Regions from separate parts of the Sus scrofa genome. Here regions 2 and 3 are each linked to region 1. A link is a contact called in public promoter capture Hi-C data. All regions are on one chromosome and are shown on one strand. The core of a region is the stretch at or near the end of the contact, and the rest is flanking DNA. Distances in the headings are between cores, read along the strand shown. Region 1 holds the start of KCTD13 (BTB/POZ domain-containing adapter for CUL3-mediated RhoA degradation protein 1). Region 2 holds the start of SRCAP (helicase SRCAP). Region 3 holds the start of TUFM (elongation factor Tu, mitochondrial).

Region 1 (3,874 bases), core at 1,029-3,528:
TGTGTATGTTGTTGCTAGAGTCGAGGGTCCTAGTTTGAGTTAGTGAGGGTTTCAGCTGAATCTCTGTGGATCCTCCATTTCTGACAATGCCTTCCGGCCAAAGACCACCAGGAGCGCACTTGTGGTTGAACAAGGGAGACAGCATAGCACGGGGCATGCAGCCTGGGCACCTCTGTAAGCACATACTAGAAAGGACTTATTTCAGGATTGGGGCTTGTGTTGGGTGATTTTCTAGTAGGATTCAAAAAAGGGGAGATTTGCTCTAGGTTGGATGCTGCCAGGAAGTAGGGATAATTCTTTTTCTTTTTCCTTGTTTTGCCTTCTAAGGGCCACATCTGCAGCACATGGAAGTACCCAGGCTAGGGGTTGAATCAGACCTGCAGCAGCCAGCCTACACCACAGTTACAGCAATGCCAGATAAAAGCCTCATTTGTGACTTAGGCCGAAGCTCACAGCAACACTAGATCTTTGGAGTTTCCGTCATGGCTCAGTGGAAACAAATCTGACTAGCATCCATGAGGACGCAGTTTCAATCCCTGGCCTCGCTCAGTGGGTTAAGGATCCGGCAGTGCTGTGAGCTGTGGTGTAGGTCACAGATACAGCTTGGATCTGGCGTGGCTATGGCTGTGGCATAGGCCAGCAGCTAGAGTTCTGATACGACCCCTAGCCTGGGAGTTTCTGAATGCCACAGGTGTGGCCCTAAAAAGACAAAAAAAAAAAAAAGAGAGAAAGAAAGAAAGAAAGAAAAAAGAAGAAGAGAAGAAAACACCGGATCTTTAACCCACTGAGCAAGGCCAGGGATCAAACCAGCATCCTCAGGGATACAGTTTGGGTTCTTAACTCACTGAGCCACAATGGGAGCTCCTTCTTTTTGGTTATCTTAATAATTCTTATCTAGAAGTTAGGAGGAATGGATCAGGGCTAAAGCTGGACTTGGTAAAGAAGCAGCCGTCACTCAGACTGTGATGGAAAAGGTCACCATTGGTCATTTTTGTGGTCTGGACAATGTTCCTGTTTTCGTGTTCAATTATGATTATGGAACAGTCTTTCAATTCATCAGAGAGGAGTTTTTTCTGAAGCTGGTGTCCTATAAAATTGTTTATGCTCAACAGGGCAACATCATAGCCTAGCTTATAGTGTCAGGCCCCCTCATAGCAACAGAGGCTTCTGAAGGAATAGTGAAAACTGGGTCCCAGTTGTCATGAGCTGCTTTTCTCTTTCTCACCAGCTACACTTGAAAAATCAGAATTGACAATATTGCCCTTTGGGTAAAACATGGGCTCTCCAGGCTAACACAGGCCCTGTTACTCCCTAATACCTTGTAACTGGTTCATTCCACTCATTTACATTCCTACCTAGCCCCTGCCATTTACATTTGCACACGTCACTCAGCAGAAAAGAAACCAAACAAGCCCAGAGAGAAGTAACACTGCCGGTGAACTGATGGCCAGGCAGAACTACAGCTTCATGCTTCATTTTCCCTCCAGCAGATTCTCCTGCTAGACATTCAGATCGACTGTTAAATGTCCCAGGTATCAGCCTCTCAACAGAATGCAGATGAGATCAGATTCAAACACTTCTCGCCACACTTTACCAGCAACGTTTTCCTAGCTTATTTCTTTCTTCCAAGGTTGGGTGTCTCACGACATAGGCTGGGATTCTAAAACCCTTGTCCAGGTTGCTCTAGCCACCCCTGACCTTCTTTCTGCCTGTTAAATATGCCAAGTGTGTCTGGTTTACGGGTCTTTGTATTTGCCCCGGGCTCTTCTTGGAACTCTCTGCCCTCCGCCTCCACATAGGCGTCTCTTCTGAGCTTCAGCTCAGTATCACTTCCTCAGAGAAGCGCTCGTCAACGGACGACCTCATCTATTCACATCCTGCATGCCCTACCTAGCATTACTGCCACCTCCTCTGGGAGGCCACCTCCGTCTGGCCTCCCTTAAGAGCTCCCCTTGGGGCTTTCGTTCGCAGCTGTCAAATGCGCGGGGCCGGGAGGCGGGAAACTGTGCCCCAACCCCTTGCCTCTCTGGGCCCCTTCCCCTTCACGCCCATGAAGCACCCTGAGAGTGGAGATACGCGAAGGGGGCAGTGTTTTCCACACAGGCAGGTGGCCAAGAGCCCTACTTCGAGTCTCCCGGACAGGCGACCTGAACACACCTCACGCGGCGCCCCGCCCTCCCGCAGCCCGCGCTCGACTCCCTCTGCCAGCCCACCGCCACCACGCATGCTCCTCCCTCCCGGCCGCGCGAGGTCGGGGGCGGGACCTTGACGCGCCTGCGCAGTTCTCGCCCGGCTTCCGGGCGGTTCCGGCGCGATGATCCAGAGGGCCAGTGTCACTAAGTAGCGGCGGGGCTTAGGGGCGTGCGGGCCCAGCGGTCCGGCCCAAGGGCTCGGGTCCCGGGGTCTCTGGGAGCGGCCGGAGGGTGCGGAGACAACCAAGGATCGTCGCCCGCCGCCGCCACCAGGCATGTCGGCCGAGGCGTCTGGCCCCGCAGCGGCGGAGGCCCAGTCCCTGGAAGTTCCTAAGCCCGCGGGTCTCGAGCCTGGCTCCGCCGCCTACGGTCTCAAGCCCCTGACCCCGAACAGCAAGTATGTGAAACTAAACGTGGGCGGTTCGCTGCACTACACCACGCTGCGCACCCTCACGGGACAGGACACCATGCTCAAGGCCATGTTCAGCGGCCGCGCGGAGGTGCTCACTGACGCCGGAGGTACGCGAGCCGCCCTTGCTTACTGTCCTGCCTCCTCCAGATCCCCGTCTCCCTTTTCTCCCAGTCTTTCTTCGCCCAGTCTTCTCACGCCCCTTCTCTCTTGCCGTCCAGTCAACTCATTCTCACTTCTTCCATCCCCTACATCCCATGGCACCTCCCTTTTCTCATTCTTCATCCCCTTCCTCCCTCGGTCTTTACACCCAGCAGTAGTAACCAGCAAATTCTCAACATGTTAGGACCAAATTTTCATTACTGCTCCCCACGGACTCTTCCACTCTTTCCTCCTCAGCTCAAAAGACTCGGGAAGCAGCCCTGGTGCCAACAGCACCCTTCCAGGCAACCTTCATCAGTTTCTTCTACCTCAGCACTGCCAGCAACCACCCCCGAGAGTTGGAGGACCTAACACAGGTCCCTACACTCTAGAAATCTATCTGTAAATAACAGACTGTCAGAGGAGAGGGCTGCTTTGGGTTTGCCAGGGACGCCAGAGTGGAGAGTGGACAGTTCTCTCTGGCAGGCGAACCTTACCTTCTCAAAGTGTGTCGCAGTCAGGTTCGGGCTCCATATGCTCAAGGGGAACCTTAAAAGTCCAGGGAGGGGGATTCAGAAGAGGTTAACAAGGATTGTGAGAGCAGGAAAATTGAAATTGGGGAGGCAGAGCTCAGTCTTCAAATATCTGCAGGTGAAGAGTTTATTGTTCAATGAATATTGGCAAAATGCCAGTTAGTGTAGGAGATAGTTTGGTAAATGAATCTGATTAAGATGAGCCTTATGGAGTTTTCTTTTTTGTGGGGGTAGGGAGAGACAATAAGCAAGTAAACATACCAAAACGAAGACAGAAACATGTAATTCCAGATGGCAATGAGGTCTATGAAGAATACAAAGGTTAAAATGGTAGTGGAGAGTGGGGTAGCATTCTTTTTTTTGTCTTTTCAGGGCCGCACCTGTGGCATATGGAGGTTCCCAGGCTAGGGGTCCAGTCAGAGCTATAACTGCCCGCCGGCACCACAGCCTCAGCAATGCAGGATCCAAACCAAGTTTTTGACCTACACCACAGCTCACAGCAACGCCAGATCCTTAACCCACTGATCGAGGCCAGGGATCGAACTGGAGTCCTCATGATACTAGCCTGGTTCGTTAGCTACTGAGCCACGACGGGAACT
Region 2 (3,874 bases), core at 454-2,953, 440 kb after region 1:
AGAGTGGTCACCTGGGGGTTGTGAAGGAAACTTCTGAAGGAAAAATATTGAAAAAGGATGAAAAAGTACATGAGAAGGCTAAGAAATACGAGATCTTTCGGGAGCTTGGTGTTGTTCTATGAGATAGTCTCAGAAATATGTAAGCTTGGTCTGGAAAAAAAGACTTTGAACTGGGCCTAAACGATTGGGCATTTATCCACTTTTTTCAATCAACAAATCTACCTTGCATGCTTCTGTATGCCTTGAGGCTCTAGCACAGGTCAGCGGTAGCAAACTGGCAGCCTGTGGCTGAATCTGATGTATTTTGGCCCACATTCCTGTAGGGTGAACATTGGTTTGAGCTGACTATTCCTTTTGGTCAGAGTATACGGCCTCCTGTTCCTAACATTCCTCATCTGCCCCTCTTTGCTTTATTTACATCATCTTCTTGGTCCTTCTAGGTTTGAGTTTTCAACCACTGGTATTTGCTGTAAGAAAAACAGAACTTCGGAGTTCCCGTCGTGGCGCAGTGGTTAACAAATCCGACTAGGAACTATGAGGTTGCGGGTTTGATCCCTGCCCTTGCTCAGTGGGGTCAAGGTTCCGGCGTTGCGGTGAGCTGTGGTGTAGGTCGCAGACGCGAATCGGATCCTGCGTTGCTATGGCTCTGGCGTAGTCTGGCGGCTACAGCTCTGATTCGACCCCTTGCCCGGGAACCTCCATATGCCATGGGAGCGGCCCAAGAAATGCCAAAAAGACAAAAAAAATTAAAAAAATAAAATAAAAAAAATATTAAAAAAAGAGAAAGTTTAAAAAAAAAAGAAAAAGAAAAACAGAACTTCAAGTCAAGGTCAGAGAGAATCATCAACTCTTAGAGTAGAATGGAGATCTAAACTGAGCAGGTGAAGAGCTGAATGAAAGCTTTATTATGGCCTCCTAACCTGGCTCCTGGGTGGTCGGCCCTCATGAGGTAGATTTTGTGACAGTGCTTGTAACCTTGTGACTTAGACTGCTTGGCTATGAATCTTGGCTTTGAGCTCTATTACTCTATGAGCCTCAAATCATTTATAAATGGAGCATTGTTGGGATTGAGATCGTGCACAAGGTGCCCTCAGTAAAAGGTACGTTATTATTATTATTCTATTCCAGGGTGAGGGTATCAGATTCTCAAATGAGTTCCCTGGTGGCGCAGCGGGTTGAGGATCTCCGGTGGTCACTGATGGGGCTCTGGTCCCCACTTTGGCACGGATTTGATCCCTGGCCAGGGAACTTCCGCATGCCCGGCGTGCAGCCAACCCAACCATTACCAAAAAAACCCCCAAAACACAACAAATTTAAGGGGTTCTTAACTCAGAAAGTTGGCGACCTGATGCATAAATGCTTAGGAGCTATCAACAATACCACCCATGTGTCAAATGCATTGGCTCTATACGAGTGGACTGCAACGGGAATCCAGAGATCCAGGCTCCACTGCTAACTTGCTGAAAGTACCTGAGAAATTCCTTCAGCTCTCTGGGTGATCTATAAAAGAAGGTACGGTGGCCACGTCCCAGTGGGCAGCTGCAATGCAGCCCCAGTGGCAGGTTAGCCGGTGGAGGGTAAAGAGCTCTGCTGCGGGAAAGGCGCGGAGCCTCCGGGCGGACTACATTTCCCAGCCTGCCTTGCGCTTCGGGTAGCGCCCTACGTTAGCACGCGAGGCTCCCTGCTCTCCCAACCTCCAGTTACTGTCTCGCGAGAGGACGGGCCGCGCCGGCGGTAGCGATAGTGAGCTGTGGTGGTGGCGGTGGTGTTGGTGGTGGCGGCCGAGACGGCGGCGGCCATTTTGGTGAGGCCTCGGAAGCGGCGGCGGCGGTTCGCTGCGAGTAGCGTCTCCCATTTTCCCCACCCACCTCCCGCATCTCTGTGCCGTGAGAGGAAGCAGTGGAAGCAAGGCGGTGGCAGTAGCCGCGGGCCTCAGGGGGATTTAAAGGCCGCGAAGGAGGCGGCAAAGAGGGGGCCCTCCCCCTCCTCGGCGGGAGGGGGGGGTGGTGCGCACGCCCCCGAGGACGCAGGTAAGGAGAGGGAGACAAGATGGCGGACGCTCCACAGTTCCCCCTCCCCTGACGGCTGACTGCGCGCGCATCTTTCCGCCACCGCCTCCCCTCCCACCTTCCCGGGGTGCTGCGCGCGCACCTTCGGCCGGGGCCCCGGGGCCGGTGCGCGAGGCTGTCGGCGCGCGCCCATAGAGACAGGCTGAGGGGGGCCAGACCGGCCGGCACTGGGCTGGGGCGCGTCTTCTCTCCCCTTCCGCCCGTCTGCGCACGCGTGCCTGAGCGAGCGAGCGAGCCCTGAGAGGACGGACCCAGGTGCGCTCCTGCCCGCCCACCAACCCCAGCCCCCCACCTCAGGGGCGCGCGAGAAGAGGAAGGGGGGCGTGGGACGAGTAGTTGGGGCGCGCGCCCACCATATCCAGTCCGGAGCCAAGATCTGGCGGCACGAACCCTTCCTTATCTTAAGCTCTCTCGGTCTGGTGGTGGGGGGCTCCCTGACGGGCAGGGACGAGAGGCTTCCCAGCCCTGCGACCCTTGTGTGCGTGGGTTTGGGTTCTGGCGGGAGCCCCGGGGCGGTGAGCACAGCCGGCTCTCTCCGCCTCCAGGCGCGCACGCGCGGGCCCCTCCCCCAGTCTGTCGCGCACGTTGGGTGCGGTGGGAGTCTGGAGGGGGCGGGGCCATCTTAGGGCTAGTGGCAACTTGGGGCAGAGGTCAGGGGTCACGCCGGGTCAGGCTGTTGGGACGGCTTAGGAGATGGTGATGAAGCCTGGGGTCAAGAGTTCGGGCTTCTTGGATCCTGGTTAGCTTGAGTCCAGTGAATCAGTTGTGGAAGAGGGAGTGAATCAAAGGCTGCAGTGTGGTTAAGGAGCTTCCTTAAACACTGGGGAAACACTTCCGGGCCTTGTGTGGGTTTACCCTGCCTATTTCCGGGGCATGGGTCTTTGCTGTTCGGCCTTTCTCCCCTCCTGACTGCTCCTCTAAGGTCTCCTGTTGTAGTTCTTGTGTTTGGGGAAGTGTCTCCTGGCGCAGCATAGGAGGCCCAGGGCCCTGCCTTGAGAAAGGTTGGATTCTCCTATGTTCAGCCCTTACTGGAAAGGAGAGCAGGCTGCCAGGCTGCCAGTACCTTTTGAGCTTCTGGATGTGATAACTTGTTTGGCTTTGTTAATTTGCTCTTCATTCAGTGGTTGGAGCCTTTTACCTTTAAACTTTTTAAACTTTTTGGGAGGCTTCATTTCCTTACTTCAGCCAGAATCTCATGTCCTAGGGAATTCTTTTCACAAAACATTATTTGCTTTTATTTTTTGAATATGATCTATTTCTACTACTGTAATCCTTTTCAGTCTTTGAATTGACTTGGGTATATCTACGAGTCTCAAAAAAGTTAGTGTAAAGAAGGCTTCGATGGGTGTTGGTAAATGTAGATTGGTCCCTCATGCTCTTTTCCTTTCCATTTGTTTCAGGCGTGATTCTCCTCAGTACGGCGGCACCGTGGAAGTGCAGACTTTCACAGGGAGTGTGGTCTCAGCTCACACAGGTGAGAGTTCAAATACCATTTCGTGTACTGATGCTAATGAGAGAGATATTTGAGATAATTGTGGTGCAACAGCAGAACTGGGACTCTGAATAGAGAAAGATGTCTGCATCCTGGCTCTACCAAGGAAAGTAGCATGTTTTCCATGGTTCTGGTATCAGACTGTCTAGGTTTAAATCCTTCTCTTCCTCACTGTGTGACCTTATGCAAGTCATTTTGTCTCTGTGTTCTAATTTTCTAACTTATAAAATAGAGAAAAAAATTGGAATGTAAGCTCCAGTGGTTTTTTTTGCATAGGTCTGTCTTTAGTATGTAGAAGATATAAATAAGCATT
Region 3 (3,874 bases), core at 913-3,412, 380 kb before region 1:
CTCATGGATGCTAGTCAGATTCGTTAACCACTGAGCTACGACAGCAACTCCCAGAGCATCTTTTTTTTGGGGGGGGGGTGGAAGTTCCTGGACCAGAGATCAAACCCGAACCACGGCAGTGACCTGAGCCACAGCAATGACAATGCTAGATCCTAAACTGCTATGCCACCAGGGAATACCTCAAGAGCATCTTTTAAAATTTTTTATTGCTTCTTAGGGCCACAACTGCAGCATATGAAAGTTCCCAGGCTAGGGGTTGAATCAGAGCTGCAACTGCTGGCCTACACCACAGCCATGGCAACACTGGATCCTTAACCCACTGAGTGAAGGCCAGAGCTCAAACTTGCATCCTCATGGATACTAGTCGGGTTCTTTTGGGAACTCCTAATTGATTCATTTTTTTAAGCTATTTGCCATACCAGTCTTTCCTTCAAACTAATACACATTAAAATAAACATGGCGCTGGAATTCCCGTCATGGCTCAGTGGAAACGTATCTGACTAGCATCCATGAGGATGCAGGTTCGATCACTGGCCTTGCTCAGTGGGTTCAGGATCCAGCGTTGTCGTGAGCTGTGGTGTAGGTTGAAGATGTGGTTCAGATCCTGCGTTGTAGACCGGCAGCTGCAGCTCCAGTTCAATCCCTAGCCTGGGAACCTCCATGTGCCGTGAGTGCGGCCCTAAAAACACAATATTAAAATTAAAAACAACAACAACATAGCACTAGAATAGAAAGCATTAGTTCAAGTACCATTCCTAAAAATCTCACATCCTGGTAGTGGCCAACAGTGTCTTAGGATAAATTCCCAGGAGCATAGTGACTGAGGTACGGGCTGGGAACCCTTTTAATACTGTACCAGCCCTTCTTAAGGAGAGCTGATGGGTTTGGAAGGACAGGAGGACAAACATCTTGGCATGTTTCTCATTGTAAAAATGACAGTTAAATTACAGAATAGTACATTGGCTAAGTGCACACTTTCTTGGAGTTTAGTTCGGCTGGGTTCCTCAATCATCCTGATGCCAGTTTTCTCACTGGTAAAACAGAGGAAATAATATTCCCACAGAATAACATTTGGCACTTTGAATGTGAACCAATATGAAGCATTTTCACAGTGCCTGATCCATAAAAAAGCTCTAGATCTGAATTTTCCAACCTCCCCTAAGCCTAAGAAGGGTGTATATATGTATTATGAATAAATATAGCTTTCTTGTCTGTGCCCAGACACTACTGAATCATAATCTCCAAGGAGGAATTAAGGAATCTATTTGAAACAGACACCGTAAATTGAGTCTTGGGATCTGATGAGTTTCAGAAACATTAATCAAGGTTAAGCAGCTGCTATTATCCTTGCAAGGTGATGAGATGATGGATGTGAAAGTTAAAGGTCATTTGCTATCCTTGCACTCATTCATTCAGTCAACAGACATTTATTGAGCACTCACTGAGTGCCCCGCCCAGTGGTAGGTGCCAGGGACACAGCCGGAACAAGACAGGCTCAGGCTGCCCTCAAAGGCACCAGAGGCTGGTCCCTTACCTGGTCATCTATAAAACTGGGTGGCTGGGGGGGACGACGATCAAGGGAATTACTCCCTGGGCTGCTGAGAGGCAACAGGGGTGGACGGCAAACTGTCTCCGCAGGCTGCGAGCCAGGAGCGAGGGTCAAAGACCGTGGGACCTGGAGCCTTCTGGACCCCGTTCCCGCCTCCTACCTAGCTCCCTTCCTTTCAGACCCAGACGCCAGGATCTGTCCATGAAGCAGATACTACTACTTCCATTTTATAGATGAGAAAACAAAGAGTCAGCGGAGAGAAGGATCACACTAGAGCCCCAACCCCGAAAGACTCCCAGGATCGTCTTCCCCCTCAGAGTTGCAGGGCCTGGTCCTACCTCCAGCTGCGAGATCTGGCCACCAGATGAGTCGCCAGACACGCGCAGTGGGTGGGACTCCACGGGGTTCGGGGCCAGGACGTTCCTGGGTCAGCCACATCCGGGCCGCCGCCTCTGCCTCAAAGAGGGTCGAGACCGTCCTTACGTACCCAGCCTCGGTCTCCCTAACTCTCACGCTAAGTGCCCGCACAGCCTGTCGCCCTGGGAACTACAACTCCCATGAGCCTCCGGGGCGCAGGTGTGCTTTGCGGCGCTCATCGCCCCCCGGCGCCACCAGAGAGAACTGCGTGGCCCCTGAACCCGCGAAGGCCAGGGGCGTCTGGGAAACTTTCTTCATCCTTCCCCACCCCAGAGGCACCAGCGTCTTCCTGGACGTCTTCGGTCCCGAGCCCGGAAGTTGACAGGGAGGGTCATAGAGACTCGGGGCTAGAAGTGCCCAAACTTGCCCTCTCGGCCCTCACTTCCGCCGGAAGCCGCTTCCAGCCTCAATTGCCCTTTGCTTGGTGCACGCGCCGGGGTCCGTGCGCCGTACCCACTGTTCCCGGCGCTCGTAAGACCACAATGGCGGCCGCCACCCTGCTGCGCGCGACGCCCCTCTTCAGCGGTGAGGGGGCGGGGAGGGCGATGGCGGCCCGGGAGTACACGGGGATCGTCGGGAGCGGCCAGGCTCAGACCCGCGCCCTGACGCCAAGCTTCTGCCCCGGCAGGTCTCGGCGCTGGCCCAACATCACTGTTGCAGGGTCTGTTGCGGCCGCTGAAGGCCCCGGCACTGCCCCTCTTGTGCCGCGGCCTGGCCGTGGAGGCCAAGAAGACCTATGTGCGCGACAAGCCCCATGTGAACGTGGGTACCATCGGCCATGTGGACCACGGCAAGACCACACTGACCGCAGCCATCACGAAAAGTAAGCGGATTTGGGGCGGGGGGGTCGGGCATTCGGCAGCGCCCGCTCTGCAGGCGGGACGTGGCGCCGGGGAGGTGGGGCCCGCCGGAACGCTGCTGGAGGTGTTTAGCATGGGCCCCAGGAGCCTCACCTTGGGTGGGCGGTAGATTGCAAGACTGGGGAGACAAGACTTCCCGTCGAAATGAAGAACTTTGTGATGCATAAATGGGGGGACCCCGAATAGCCTCCCTCCAGCCCGGAGGAGTGCCCCGTAAAGCAGAAGCGTTACCTTAGAGACGTCCCAGGGCTGACCCTTGACGCCCTAAAAGGTGAAGTTATTTCCGTTCCAGGAGTCGAAGACGAAGGTCTTGGAAGCTTGCTTTCTCCCAGGCTGTCTCCCGTTTGGGTGGGAGGGGCCCAGAGGTGTGGTCTGAGCCCTGCCTCTCCCTCCAGATCAGATCCTTAGCTGAGAGGTGTGCTCTCCTCCCGTTAGTTTTAGCCGAGGGAGGCGGGGCCAAGTTTAAGAAGTACGAGGAGATCGACAACGCCCCAGAGGAGCGAGCCCGAGGGATCACCATCAATGCGGCCCACGTGGAGTACAGCACTGCCAACCGCCACTATGCCCACACAGACTGCCCCGGTCACGCAGATTACGTTAAGGTGAGAGAGCTGCTGGGGGCAGGCCCTGGAACTGCTCCCCCGCGCACCCCCCCCCCCATCGGGAACAATGTTAGGCTTGTGGGGAGGAGGTTAAGAGAGCCAAGATGTGTGGGTTTGAGATCATGGATTTGGGGGCCTGGCCAGTGGAGGTGGCAGGGGGAGGTGGGACCCCAAGTCACTGAACTACAGTTTTCTCTCCTTTCCTCACCCAGAATATGATCACAGGTACTGCCCCGCTGGACGGCTGCATCCTGGTGGTAGCAGCCAACGACGGCCCCATGCCCCAGACCCGAGAACACTTACTACTGGCCAAGCAGGTACCCAGAGCCAGGGTATGGGTGGAAGGAGGAAAGAGGGCAGAGCCTTCACTCACAACACCGTTGCTCCCTCTCCCGCCTGCAGATTGGAGTGGAGCACGTGGTGGTGTATGTGAATAAGGCGGACGC

Evidence for each region. Promoter capture Hi-C pulls out the DNA fragments that hold promoters and counts their contacts.
Region 2: a contact with region 1 is called in a promoter capture Hi-C map of liver, with 4 times the contacts expected there. The contact joins the promoter of SRCAP here to the promoter of KCTD13 in region 1. A contact is called at or near these places in 1 of 5 promoter capture datasets (liver) and 1 of 2 datasets of contacts at active chromatin or transcription factors (alveolar macrophages).
Region 3: a contact with region 1 is called in a promoter capture Hi-C map of fetal liver, with 2.5 times the contacts expected there. The contact joins the promoter of TUFM here to the promoter of KCTD13 in region 1. A contact is called at or near these places in 1 of 5 promoter capture datasets (fetal liver) and 1 of 2 datasets of contacts at active chromatin or transcription factors (alveolar macrophages).

Annotation. Positions count from the first base shown.
Region 1 is chr3:18,139,993-18,143,866 of Sscrofa11.1, reverse strand. KCTD13 (BTB/POZ domain-containing adapter for CUL3-mediated RhoA degradation protein 1) reads left to right here and starts at 2,278. Exons shown (of 6, transcript XM_021086431.1): 1 at 2,278-2,711. The coding sequence starts at 2,468.
Region 2 is chr3:17,700,691-17,704,564 of Sscrofa11.1, reverse strand. SRCAP (helicase SRCAP) reads left to right here and starts at 1,703. Exons shown (of 34, transcript XM_005653006.3): 1 at 1,703-2,030; 2 at 3,470-3,543.
Region 3 is chr3:18,522,993-18,526,866 of Sscrofa11.1, reverse strand. TUFM (elongation factor Tu, mitochondrial) reads left to right here and starts at 2,162. Exons shown (of 10, transcript XM_003124515.4): 1 at 2,162-2,491; 2 at 2,595-2,789; 3 at 3,262-3,428; 4 at 3,641-3,745; 5 at 3,831-3,874. The coding sequence starts at 2,449.